4 separate regions of the Mus musculus genome follow, and regions 1, 3 and 4 are each linked to region 2. Evidence: chromatin contacts called from public Hi-C, HiCAR-type and promoter capture Hi-C data. All regions are on one chromosome and are shown on one strand. The core of a region is the stretch at or near the end of the contact, and the rest is flanking DNA. Distances in the headings are between cores, read along the strand shown. Region 1 holds the start of Pdp1 (pyruvate dehyrogenase phosphatase catalytic subunit 1). Region 2 holds the start of Runx1t1 (RUNX1 translocation partner 1). Region 3 holds the start of Cibar1 (CBY1 interacting BAR domain containing 1). Region 4 has its middle 250 kb from the start of Triqk.

What was found. Promoter capture Hi-C pulls out the DNA fragments that hold promoters and counts their contacts. Hi-C and Micro-C count contacts between places; a contact is called where the count stands out from the background. HiCAR-type assays count read pairs that join an accessible place to other places.
Region 1: a contact with region 2 is called in a promoter capture Hi-C map of second pharyngeal arch cranial neural crest, with 5 times the contacts expected there. The contact joins the promoter of Pdp1 here to the promoter of Runx1t1 in region 2. A contact is called at or near these places in 6 of 39 promoter capture datasets (the 3T3-L1 cell line, the HPC-7 cell line, frontonasal cranial neural crest and 3 more), 1 of 115 datasets of contacts at active chromatin or transcription factors (astrocytes) and 1 of 9 other capture datasets (embryonic tail).
Region 3: a HiCAR-type map of astrocytes shows a contact between it and region 2, with 9 times the contacts expected there. The contact joins the promoter of Cibar1 here to the promoter of Runx1t1 in region 2. A contact is called at or near these places in 7 of 39 promoter capture datasets (the 3T3-L1 cell line, cranial neural crest, frontonasal cranial neural crest and 4 more), 2 of 115 datasets of contacts at active chromatin or transcription factors (astrocytes and bone marrow-derived dendritic cells) and 4 of 9 other capture datasets (adipose tissue, embryonic tail, embryonic trunk and 1 more).
Region 4: a Hi-C map of uterus shows a contact between it and region 2, with 3 times the contacts expected there. The contact joins the enhancer-like site here to the promoter of Runx1t1 in region 2. A contact is called at or near these places in 3 of 484 Hi-C or Micro-C datasets (cortical neurons, embryonic stem cells and uterus), 3 of 115 datasets of contacts at active chromatin or transcription factors (astrocytes and embryonic stem cells) and 3 of 9 other capture datasets (embryonic stem cells, embryonic tail and embryonic trunk).

The regions. Positions count from the first base shown.
Region 1 is chr4:11,965,006-11,967,705 of GRCm38.p6, forward strand. It overlaps Pdp1 (pyruvate dehyrogenase phosphatase catalytic subunit 1), which reads right to left and starts at 1,445. Exons shown (of 3, transcript NM_001098230.1): 1 at 1,297-1,445; 2 at 609-643. The coding sequence starts at 639. 1700123M08Rik (RIKEN cDNA 1700123M08 gene) reads left to right here and starts at 1,569. Exons shown (of 5, transcript NR_040577.1): 1 at 1,569-1,678.
Region 2 is chr4:13,783,457-13,786,156 of GRCm38.p6, forward strand. It overlaps Runx1t1 (RUNX1 translocation partner 1), which reads left to right and starts at 1,326. Exons shown (of 11, transcript NM_009822.3): 1 at 1,326-1,685. The coding sequence starts at 1,679.
Region 3 is chr4:12,170,585-12,173,284 of GRCm38.p6, forward strand. Cibar1 (CBY1 interacting BAR domain containing 1) reads right to left here and starts at 1,431. Exons shown (of 9, transcript NM_026558.5): 1 at 1,114-1,431; 2 at 400-634. The coding sequence starts at 1,346.
Region 4 is chr4:12,655,790-12,658,489 of GRCm38.p6, forward strand. No RefSeq gene overlaps it. Among named protein-coding and RNA genes, the nearest start is that of Triqk, 250 kb to the right of the region's middle. Within about 2 kb of position 1,397, at least 31 of the 459 cell types and tissues checked have an H3K27ac peak or open chromatin away from gene starts, as enhancers often do. A contact at or near this core is called in uterus, where this site is marked.

The DNA of each region.
Region 1 (2,700 bases), core at 195-2,694, 1.8 Mb before region 2:
CAATGAGTAATAAAAAGGTGCGCGCGCCGGAACCAGAAACAGAAAGAGCCCCATCCATTCTTTGTGGTGTGCTGGGCAAAGCCTGTGTCAAGATTTTATTCCACTTAATCAATAAACCCATGGACCAAATCGATTAGAAAAATGCTACTGGTGCGCCTACTCTGGAGCTTCTCGGTCTTGCAAAGATTCTAACGCAAATGAAAATAAATACTACACTTTTCATTACACGTATCAGAACCTCCGTTTATGTAATCTGATTGCATTAAACGCCCTGCATTAAGATTTGTAATTTTTCAGCATTTTCTGGAAACGCCTAGCCATTTCACAGCTCAAGTTCAGTGTCTACAAGAATGAAGAAAAGCCATTATCCTTAAAACACAAAGAACCAAACCAGCACTTGTTTGGTCAGTTTCGTGTGTCCCAGAATATCACACTTAAGCTATCAAAAAATAAAAATAAAAATAAAATCTGGTCCAGAGCGCCTTTGTCTCCTTTTCCTTATCTCACCCTTTAATTCCATGAGGACCCCTAGAGCCATCCATTCATACACAAAATCAGTCACCATCCTTCCCTGGGTACCCAACACAGGTAGTTATGTGAATACCTACCAATTCGTCTGGGCCCGGGACACACACACATTCTCCTGTCATCACAACACGGAGCCGACAACATCCACAACCCGCGCGGACAGCAGCAGCGACAGCAGCAGCGGCCCATTGAAAGCAAAGCAGAGATGCTCATTAGAGGAGGCGGCGGCGGGGAGGCGGGAGCGGAGGAGGGGCGAGGTCTCGCAGCAGCCCAGTGAATGGGCTGGGAGGGGAGGAGAGAATGGAGGGGGGAGAAAGGGGAGGGGAGAAGAAGAAACCAAACAAACCCACCCGGCAGGCGAGGCGGCATCACAGCCCCCGGCGGGCAACTCCAGGAGCCCGGACAGGCGCACCGCCGCCGCTCCATGCAGCCAGCGCACCGAGCCCACAAGCACTCAGCATCTTCAGGCCCGCCCGGCCCCACGCCGCGCCCGCTTCCGCAGAGCTCCAGGCACAGCCCGCCGTGGGCAGCCGGCTCCGCCACGCGGGGCCAAGCGTGTCAGCGGGGAGCCGAGGCAGACACGCCCGGGCCACAGCGGGCGCCCCGCGCGCTGACAGCCGGGTGCCGCCCGGGACCCGCGGCAGCTCCTCGCGACCGAGGCTCCGCGCGCACCCGGCCCTCCACCCGCGGCCGCTCCCCACGCGCGCCCTCCACTTCACCGCCCTGACGCCCCCTCACGACTCGGCAGCGGTGGACGAGGATACCAACCGGGCACAGTCGAGCACCCGCTGCGGTCTGCCCCGGGTGGCGGCCGCACCCCTCCGTGCGCGTCCTTCCCTCACTCAGCACCACGCAGCACCCCGGCGCGCTGCAGCTCGGCCCAGGCCAGCCCACTCCGCGCCCCTGCCTCGCCCGGCCTCCACCCTGCCCCGCCCCCACAGGCGCTCTTGAGCTCTTCGCCTTCTGATTGGCTGCGCAATGGCGGGTGGGCGGGACCCGGAGGGCCAGAGGGGCGGGGGGCGGAAGAGGGCGCGCTCCCCGCCAGTTTTGTGACGTCACGGAGGTCAGACAATCCCTTCCATTTGGCGCGGCTAGCCTATTGGTTCCACGCGTGCGCGCGCCCCGTGACCACGCCCTGTTGCTGGTGAAGGTGGGTTTGCGCGTGCCGCGAGGTGGACAGCCTTGGTTGGGTTGCGTTTGGACTCCCAGATGGGGAAGCGCCTGGGCGGGATCCAGCATCCCTGAGCGCGTGGCGCTTTGGTAGCCAGTTGCTTCCTGGCGGGCGGGCTTTCGCGAATGCCTGGCACTTCTGCTGGGCCCCGCGTGCTGCTCTGGGCTGGCCTGAGAGCCAAGCCTCCTCTGCACTGGGCTGCCCCAGGTAGACCGCGGGAACAACACAATTGAGGCGTGGCAGAGCGTCTCGGCGGTGTCTCGCTTCATTCATTCAAGATCAAGTTGCTGATTTTAGGGTTATTAGGTCGGATTGATAGTCAATTATTTTTATGTCTCCGGGCTAGGAAGCTGTAAACAAAAGCAAAAGGAAGTTTGATGAAGGAATTCTTATCTTTGTAGATAAGAATAACACGAGTGCTCTTGTTCTTGGAAGGACTTTGAAATCAGCATTCCCTCCTTGGTCCCTGACTCATTCAGAGTTATGAATTTTAAAATGCAGCCAGTGAAAGTGGGAAGAGCACTGAACTTGGAGTCAGAAGAGCCTTTCAAGTTATTCCCAGTGACAAAAATCCATCTTCCTCCCATGAGACTCAGTTTGCCTATCTGTGGGGTGAGGTTAGGCTTAAGATGTGCTAAACAACACACTAAGGGTTCTTGCTGCCATCTGCGGTTGTCTCTTTATGGGACAGTGCCTTCTTCACTTACCTACATCCACATAGATGCCATCTTCATGACATGAAACTTTCTTGGGAGAAGCTATGCTTCTGCCCAGTGTTAATGAGTTTACGTTGATTTATTCTACACCTTATTAACTAATAAAGTTTACAAAGTAATTTGGACTAGATAGATGAACTCCCAAGTTTACTGTGAAATTTTATTAATCCTGAAGTATTTAAATTTTTATGTAATAAAGGAAAAACCTTATATAACCAAACCTGCAATTCATAATTCCCCAAATCTTTCAAGCTGCCTCTATTTCTAAACTGGAGAATTTGCTCA
Region 2 (2,700 bases), core at 76-2,575:
TTTTCGTTTGTGCAAGGTGTGTGTTGTGTGCATGTGCTCTGAAGCCCTCTCAGGCGAAGGGACAGGGAGGCAGTGGGTAGAGGTCAAAATCACTGCCTGTTTTCAGATGGGGTCTGTTAGTAGTTCTTGAAGGCAGCAAGGAGGGGAGAAAAATCAACCTGATGAAAGCTTATGGAAAATGTCGAATAAGCAAAGGACACATGGACCACTGCCAGAATAGCAAGAGTTAAAGGGGCCGGTCCCTCTTCATGGTCACTGAGCTGGCTGGCTGGTCAGTCCTGAGTAGAATTGTTTAGTAGAATTGTGTGTGTCTAGTGGATTGGCTGTACACTGGAAAGGTAGAGAGCCCAAGGGCTTGACCACCATGTGAGCCCTGTTGTTAAAACAAACAATCAAACACAGACCCAGAGAAGAGTTCCCAAGTGTTAAATTGTGAAGAAGAGTTTTAGAAGAGAATAATGTTTTCCTTCTGCCTGGCATCTTTGTGTGTTTAGAAACAGGCGGGCAAGGCAGGCAGGCAGGCAGGCTTGTGTTTCTCCTATGAGGCAAGGATGTTTTACAAAGGACTGAAGACACACTGCTGGGAAGGAAATAGGCAGCTTTAGATAAAGCACTGTAACAAAGGCTCCCAGTTTTATATATCATGGTGTCCATTAAAGCTTAATAGGGAAGAGTCCATTGAACCAGGCTGGGTATGTGTTATTCACAGTCAGGAGAAACATTTAAGGGTGTCTCCCCCCCCAGCCCCCCTTGCACCCCCCCCCCCAGCACCCCTTCCCAAAAAGGCATGATTGTTTAGCTTTTGAAAAGGCATTACAATGAAGAGTTTGTTTTTGTCTCCTGTGGATCTCTATGTAAAGTAGAGGAAAGTAAGCTGAAAGTGTTTGGAGCAAATCAACCTGGGAGCCCAGTGGATTGAAAGCACTGTAGTGAACTAAAAACGGTTAGATTCTGCCTCAGAAAAAAAGTGTTCTGTTTGACCCACGCTACTGGGAAGCTGGAAGTGTTCTGCTCATACTTTGTGCTGGGCGATGAACTGGCACAGCCCGGTCTTACAAGAGGTTTTTAGGTTGTTTGGGGTTTCCAGATCAATAAAAAAAGCTTTGTGGTCTGTGCCCTTGTTTGTTTTAAACCAAACTTCCCAGTAATGCCTGTTAAAATTAGAAGATGAAGGACAGCTTTCAGTGTGAGTTGGGGTCAGGTCAACATTGCCATCTTTTGGCAAAATAAGGGTTAACTTGGAGCTGGGAAGGGGTGGTGATAGTGAATGAATTATTCAGCATTTAGCTTATCTTTCTGCATTTCACTTTCTGCTTTTTGGTGCTCTGGAACTGGGGCAGGAGGAAGAGTGGAGAAAGGGAGACAGGAGTTGTGATACTTTGTACACACGTCCCTGTCATTGTTCTGCCTGAAGAGACAGGGCTGGGTTCAAGGCCACATGTGTTCCTGTCATCCTGCACATTTCTGCTCCAAGTGCAATCCGGAGTGTCAGCTCTCCATCTGTCTCTGCCTGGCAGGCGCACGCGCCCAGCACCCTGCCTCGGGCCATGCCGCCCCAGCCCCTCTGATGGCCCTCCTCTCCACCGCCCCGCACATTCCAGAACAGGAGGCATGAGCCCGCATCGCGCTCCCTCTTAACACAGAGTTGCTTTCAGTGTGTTACACGCTGGATTCCGGGATGCCTGGTGAGTGAGTCCTCTTTTCTTGCAAGGAAGGAAGCTTTACTTTCTGTAACGCGTGGAAAATGCCGACTGCACCACGACTGCTGTACTGGATGAGGGCAGGGAGAGGCTGTGGGGTGATAGAGGTGTGATTGGGAGGTGACACAAAGAAAGCTGGATTTAGGGGTGTAGGATATGGGGAGATACTCCTTTGAAACTGAGGGGAAGGAAGCCGTGGATGTTTGCCTGAGCAGTTTACACAGGGGATTAGCTCCACTGAGAAGTGTTTTCTGTTCTGGGTCTCTGGACTATCATCTGTACTTCTTTGCTGGTTATTTGCCTGTGGAGAGAGTTTTTAGATTATGGTAGAATTCTTGGAGAACGTCTTTGAAGAGCTGTTTATGTCAAAGAAAATGAAGGCAGCTTTGGCACTAGAAGGAATTTCTCGCTCTAAATCATAGTCCTTAGATGTTATCATGTAAGTAATTGAAATCGGGTCATTTAGAAGAAGTATGCTGAATTAGTGACATTCCTGTGTCCCTGGAAATTTAGTGTATGACAATTCTCCAGAAAAATATTATCTTTGGAAACTGAAGTGTTTCTGTGATTGCTGCCAGGGAAAACTGTGTTTGTGAAGCCTGCTGCAGGAGAAGGGCTGTCTCTGCTGCTCTCCAGAACTCTCTAAATTGTCCTGTGCCGAATGCAGAGCAGATAAAGGCAGGGCACACAGAGATCCTCCAGCTGGCTGGCGCATGCAGATTATTTGGGTAGGGCAGGCAGAAGAGGCCGTGCTTGGTCAGAGTTTGCACACCTCCCAGATGGTGTTTTGAAACATTATCTGCCAGCTTTCTGAAACCACAGTTGTGTGTAGGTATCGCCAGTTGTTTGAAGAGTGTTTTCCCTTTAGGATACGTCTTGGAGTCTGCTCTCCTCGTTATTGATATGTGTGCAGAAAGGACAAGTTTGCCCAGGATTGCACTTCCGTTGCTGTTGTTCAGGGGACTAGCAATGCATAGAAGCTGAAATATGGGGAAATTCA
Region 3 (2,700 bases), core at 181-2,680, 1.6 Mb before region 2:
AAATCAGCAACGTGTAGCCCATTTATTAGTACTTTGTGATTTTGTCATTTTCAGCATTTCCATTTCTAGTCATTCTTTAAAACGCACTTGGCCCACACAGGCCATACAGGTGCTTTTCTTCTGCACGACTGCTATATAGGTTACCTTTTCTGGATGCATGTTCCCTGTTACCCTGTTGGCAAATGCAGTGGTAAACTCAGACTTCAACCACACCTGACGTTTAGTTTGAAAGCTATCAGGTCACAGAAAGGTTCCATATAGCGAACCCACACTGTTACAGACAGGAAAGGCATTTATCAAGGGTACATTCACCACTGCTGGGTAGGTTACAACGAAAAGTCCACAATTTTTACACACTTTGTAGGAATTTGGCTATGACACCAGAACCTCACTTCATACCTCTGCCTGGCGATAATCTTGAAGTTTGGCAAACTCATCAGCAAAGTCTTTCAGACCCTGCTTTAAATTTGGTGTCTCGGTAGAGGCATACAGGTTGATTTCGTTCACTAGGAGGTCGGCTTTGTCTCGAAGCCTGGCAGTTTTCCGTACATAAGCAGCAAAGATTTGGCAAAGCTCTCCAAAATGCTTCTCCACATTTGTGACAGCATCCTGCAGTTGTTTTGTTTGAGCATCTCTAGAAAAAGGAGACACAGAACACTGTTCTTAAAACAGTAAGAAGGTGCCCCGTTAATTTTACGTGCAAACATTCCCGGGCCTCCCTAAAGCCCTGAAGGGCAACATTCCCAACTCTTCCAGAGGCCCGCGCCTTCTCTAGGACCTCACGCAGGCTCTGGTCCTGCCTAGAACCTTGCAGGCCCGGGAAAGGGCCCGGGCCTGGTGGGCCGAGAAGGGGCGGCGCTGCTGCGGCCTGGGCACCTGCGGCCTCCCGGGCTCTGTACCGCGGCAGGGCCCGGCCCAGCTCAGGGGGACCGATCGGCCGGGAGACTCTCTCGGCCCGGCACTCGCCTCATCCGGGTGGACGGACTGCAGAGCGCCACGGGGACCGTGCGGCCTCCTCCCGCCCCAACCGGCTTCCAGGCCCTCGGCCCGGCTCCTCTCTCCCACCCGGCCCTTTCCTTCGGGCAGCCTGCACGACGAGGCCCCGGCGGTTACCGCTCATCCAGATTGCGCCTCAACATCTTGCCTTTCCCGCCGCCCGGGACCCAGGATGGGAGCCCAACGAGCGCGGCTCCGGGCCGCCAGGGCGCGCGGGAGCAGGCGACGCCGCCACTTCTACCGGGAGCTGAGAGCGCGCAGTGCGCGCCGCCCCGCCTGCCCGGCGTTTCCGTGGCGACGCGGCGCGCGCCCCGGCGGTCAAGAGCAGGGCAAGGGAGACCAGAGGGCATGGGGCAGAGGGAACACCAAGCATCCTCCTTCAGCTCCTGCAGCTCTCTAGCCCTCCCAGGCTTCTGGGAGCGAAGGAGGAAAACCAACCCACCAGCAACCGGAAGGGGTACAGGAAAATAAAGGTGAACGGGGTTCAGACTTAATGCGAAGCTTGTCCCTGTGCTTCTCTGTTGAATGAGACAACGTGTGGGCTCGTGGAAGCTGCCTTTGGAAAAGAACCGCTCTATAAGTTAGATTTCTATAGCTGTGATGAGACCCCGACAAAAATCAAGTTGAGGAGGAAAGGATTTCTTTGGCTGACATATCCCAAGTCACAGTTCTTTAAGGAACTCAGGGCAGGAACCTGGAGGCAGGAATTGAAGCAGAGGCCATGTAGCAACACTGCTGGCTGGCCTATTTGATTGACTTTCTTATATACCCCAGGACCTCTTGCACAGGGGCAATACTGTCTACCCTTCCATGTCAATCATCAATCAAGAAAACAGCCTACAGGTCAATCTGATAGGGACATTTTCTGAATGTTCCCTCTTCTCGGGTAACTCTAACTTTGGTCAAATTAACCAAACAGAAACAAACAAACAACAATAACAACAATAAAAATAAGAACAGTAACAACAAAACAGAAACAGAAAAAAAAGCACACCAGTGCTTACTCCCTCATCTTTACTGGTCTTTAATGCCATCTGTTCCCCCTCTTGCAGGTAACTGAGTTTCTACTTTGTGAAAAAGATTGTTAGACCCAGTCGAGGTATGGGCCTGAATGAAGGTTCCCCAATTGGAAGAGTCACAGATAACCCAGAGCCTTCCTCTAGCTTCTGAGAGGGAGTCTTCTCTTCCGAGTGAACTTGGGGTCCAACTTCAAGCTTTGTCTACTTCTCAAATGCCCATAATTTCTGAGAATAAAGTCTTTGCTCTTACAGTGCTCACAGCCTTGGTGGAATGATAAAGCTAGCCAAACAGTCAAACACATATAACACAGCCCAGAAATGTGCTACCGTGTCAGGTTTCGTTGTATAAACAAATTATAAGGCCTAGTGGCTTCCACAACTCCACTAGTCAGTTTAGGATTCTGTAAACGACACAGATGGTTCTTCTTTGGTTCTGTTCAGCTAGGTTCTTTCCTGCCTTTCCAGGTGGCGAGTCTGTTACTAGCAGTATAATTTCACTAAATGCTATGGTGCTGAGCAAATAAGTTCTGCAATTGGGAGGTAGGGAGCCAGATGTGTCCAACCCCACCCCCTAAAAGCTCATCTTAAGACCAGTAGGAGTAAGAATTGCTCCCTCCTTGTTCTGGGCCTGCATGCCATGGTAGTGCATGTATCCTTGTGACCCACACCTCTACCACCATTGAGG
Region 4 (2,700 bases), core at 147-2,646, 1.1 Mb before region 2:
CGTCCCCAAGACCTGGGGTGGTCATCCGTGCTAAAAGAGCTGTCAGAGCAAATGGGCAAGTTTGACAGTTCAGCGTCGGTGCTTACATAGCCACCCCTATGAAAACATAAGGTGGTGAGAGCATCATGGGGATTTTATTCCAGGTTGGTTGCCAGGGTGCTTTGCCACTGAGAGCTGGAAGGTTGGCTGGGATCTTTTGCCTGAAATTTATTCTTATTCCAGTTCAGATGGTGGCTGAGTAGGTTTTAATGATGTGTCAATTATGGCCCATTGCTGACTGCCAGAATGGAAAATACTAGAGGAGAATCTATGCCTGACAATGCAGTGGAGCTGGGCAGTCAGAATAAGAAGGTTTGAGGAGTGAGACATTAGAAAGCAACCAAAGACAGCTCACCCCAGCAATCCATTTCATTGTTTTTAATTGCGGGAGGAGGAAACACAATCTACACATCTTGAGAAAGAAGGCATTTAAATGAGGAAGCTTGGGAATGAGCTAGAAGAAAACTAGCAGCAAGTCTAACTCCTTTGCCAGGGCCTTGTAGCTTGAAAGGCATGAGTTCCAAAGAGGGCAAGATGGGAGGTTGAAGCCAGGGACCAAGAAATGAAAGCCACTCCTTTTGTGTACTTAGCTAGGCTCCTACAATGAATGGAGATCACAGTGAAGGAGTGGGCTTCACTTCCTCCTCTGACATCTTTTCTTGATCACACTTAGTCCAGGTTTCTCTACTTCTCTGAGTGTTTATCTACAGGAGACTAATCAAACCTCTGAAGACTGTCACACAATTCTCTGCTGCTCTGATCCACACAAGCCTCACTTGATCACCTACATTTACTTTATGTCCTTGACACAGAACTTCTATCAAGTAGAAGAGAAGATCTCTGGCAAAGCACCTGAGAGACAAGAACACTCTGCCCAGCCCACGATTTCTCAGAAACCATGGCATCATTGGAGACCTTGCTTGGGAGTAAGTAATCTTGGGAGGACACTGAATTCTGCTGCCTCCTAAGGAAGACTGTCTTCCATGAACCCCTGGTGTTCTTTTCATAATTTGAATTGTTTTTAAAGTATAAAGTGTTATGTTAGGCTTTTAAAACTGAGTTTATTGCAAACCATATTACATCACGGTCATTAAAAATGAAACCACCCCCACTCGCACAAAAGTAACACTTGGAACGTCTTACCCCTGTGGCTCTCACTAAGCTCAGCAGGGCGTGGGTGAACTGGAGGCATCTGGGTAGTATAGGAAGGATGGAGTAAATGTTCACAGGAATGTTGGCCAGCTGCATGAGCTCGATACTCTGATTGTCCAAGGACACTAGACATATTGAAACCAGAGGGAGCTGGCTGCCTTTCGGGGATTCCTGGACCCTGCTTTCTCTCTCAGAGAGCTTCATCCTGTGAGTCACTGTTCTTACTCATGCTTGTCTGACTGGAGTCTATCGCTTCACTGAAAATAAGAGTCCTATCTGTACTTTTCCCTCTATAAGGATCTTTGAATCTCAATGGCTCTCTGAGACAATGTAGATAGCATCTGTGATTACAATAGGAAAAATGGCAAGGGATTTCTGACATGTTTTTCCCTCTCAGATGACTAAGCTGATCATCATTAGATCCCAGCATTCCAATGCTGTCACATGAGCTGGTGCTTCAGAGATGGTTCCTGTGCAGTGTGTAGTGTGTTTAGTAACATGAACAAATAGATTGTGTACTTCATGGTAGTCCATCACTTAACCTTCATTTTTAAAGGGACATATACACCCACACTTCTGTGCTAAGTCTGGTTGCATACATTTCTGATATCCAGCATGGTTTCAGGCCCTGCTCTCTTCTATTACCCATGCTTGTCATAGCAGTGCCACTACATCAGGAAGTAGAAAACAAATGTAACCAGAATGTAGGGTTTGTAGCCTTTAGACTGTTGTAAGTATCTGCTTTAGTCTCTGGGCCCATGCTTTATCCCCTCTCCACATGCATAAAGAATGTGCAGTCTAGAGGTTCTGAGGTGGGCTGTTCAAGATGGAGCAGCTATTGTGGAGTGGAACCAAGAGTCAAGTCTAGAGATTAATTCCAAAGACCATTGAAAAGCATGAAAGCAGCTGGATTGTTGAATCTCTGTTTGGGAAACACACTATTTCATTCACAAAGAGAACAAAGGAAAATTGACAGACTCCAGACTCTAGGGACAGAGAAAGCTCATGTGGATGGCAGGTGACTCTGGACTCTAGGACAGTGAAAGCTCATGTGAATGGCAGGTGACTCTGCATGCCAAGGCTTAGCACTGCCCTATGCACACAATTCTAGACCTGTGGAAACAGTGTGTACCACTGCATAAGTGGTTCAAAATTCATTTAAATCCACTCAGGGACTTCCCCCTTCACATGTATGGAAACCCATAAGCGTGAATATCCTCAGAAGGAAATGAAATGTTTCTAAAGTAGAGAGAAGGAAAGCAGACAAGACTGTTTTCATGTGTGTTATTTCAAAATAGATGTCTATTACAAAATTATAAATATTGAAAATAAAAGAACTTTAAACACATTGAAAATATAGACAAATAAAAGCCACCCTAAAAACTCATTCTAAAACCACAATCGCAAACCTGGCACCATAAACATTTTGCTATTTGTGCTTCCCTGTTAAATACATACAAAGACTCAAAAAAAATTCTTTTTTTTTTTTTCAGAAAGCAGTATAAAAAA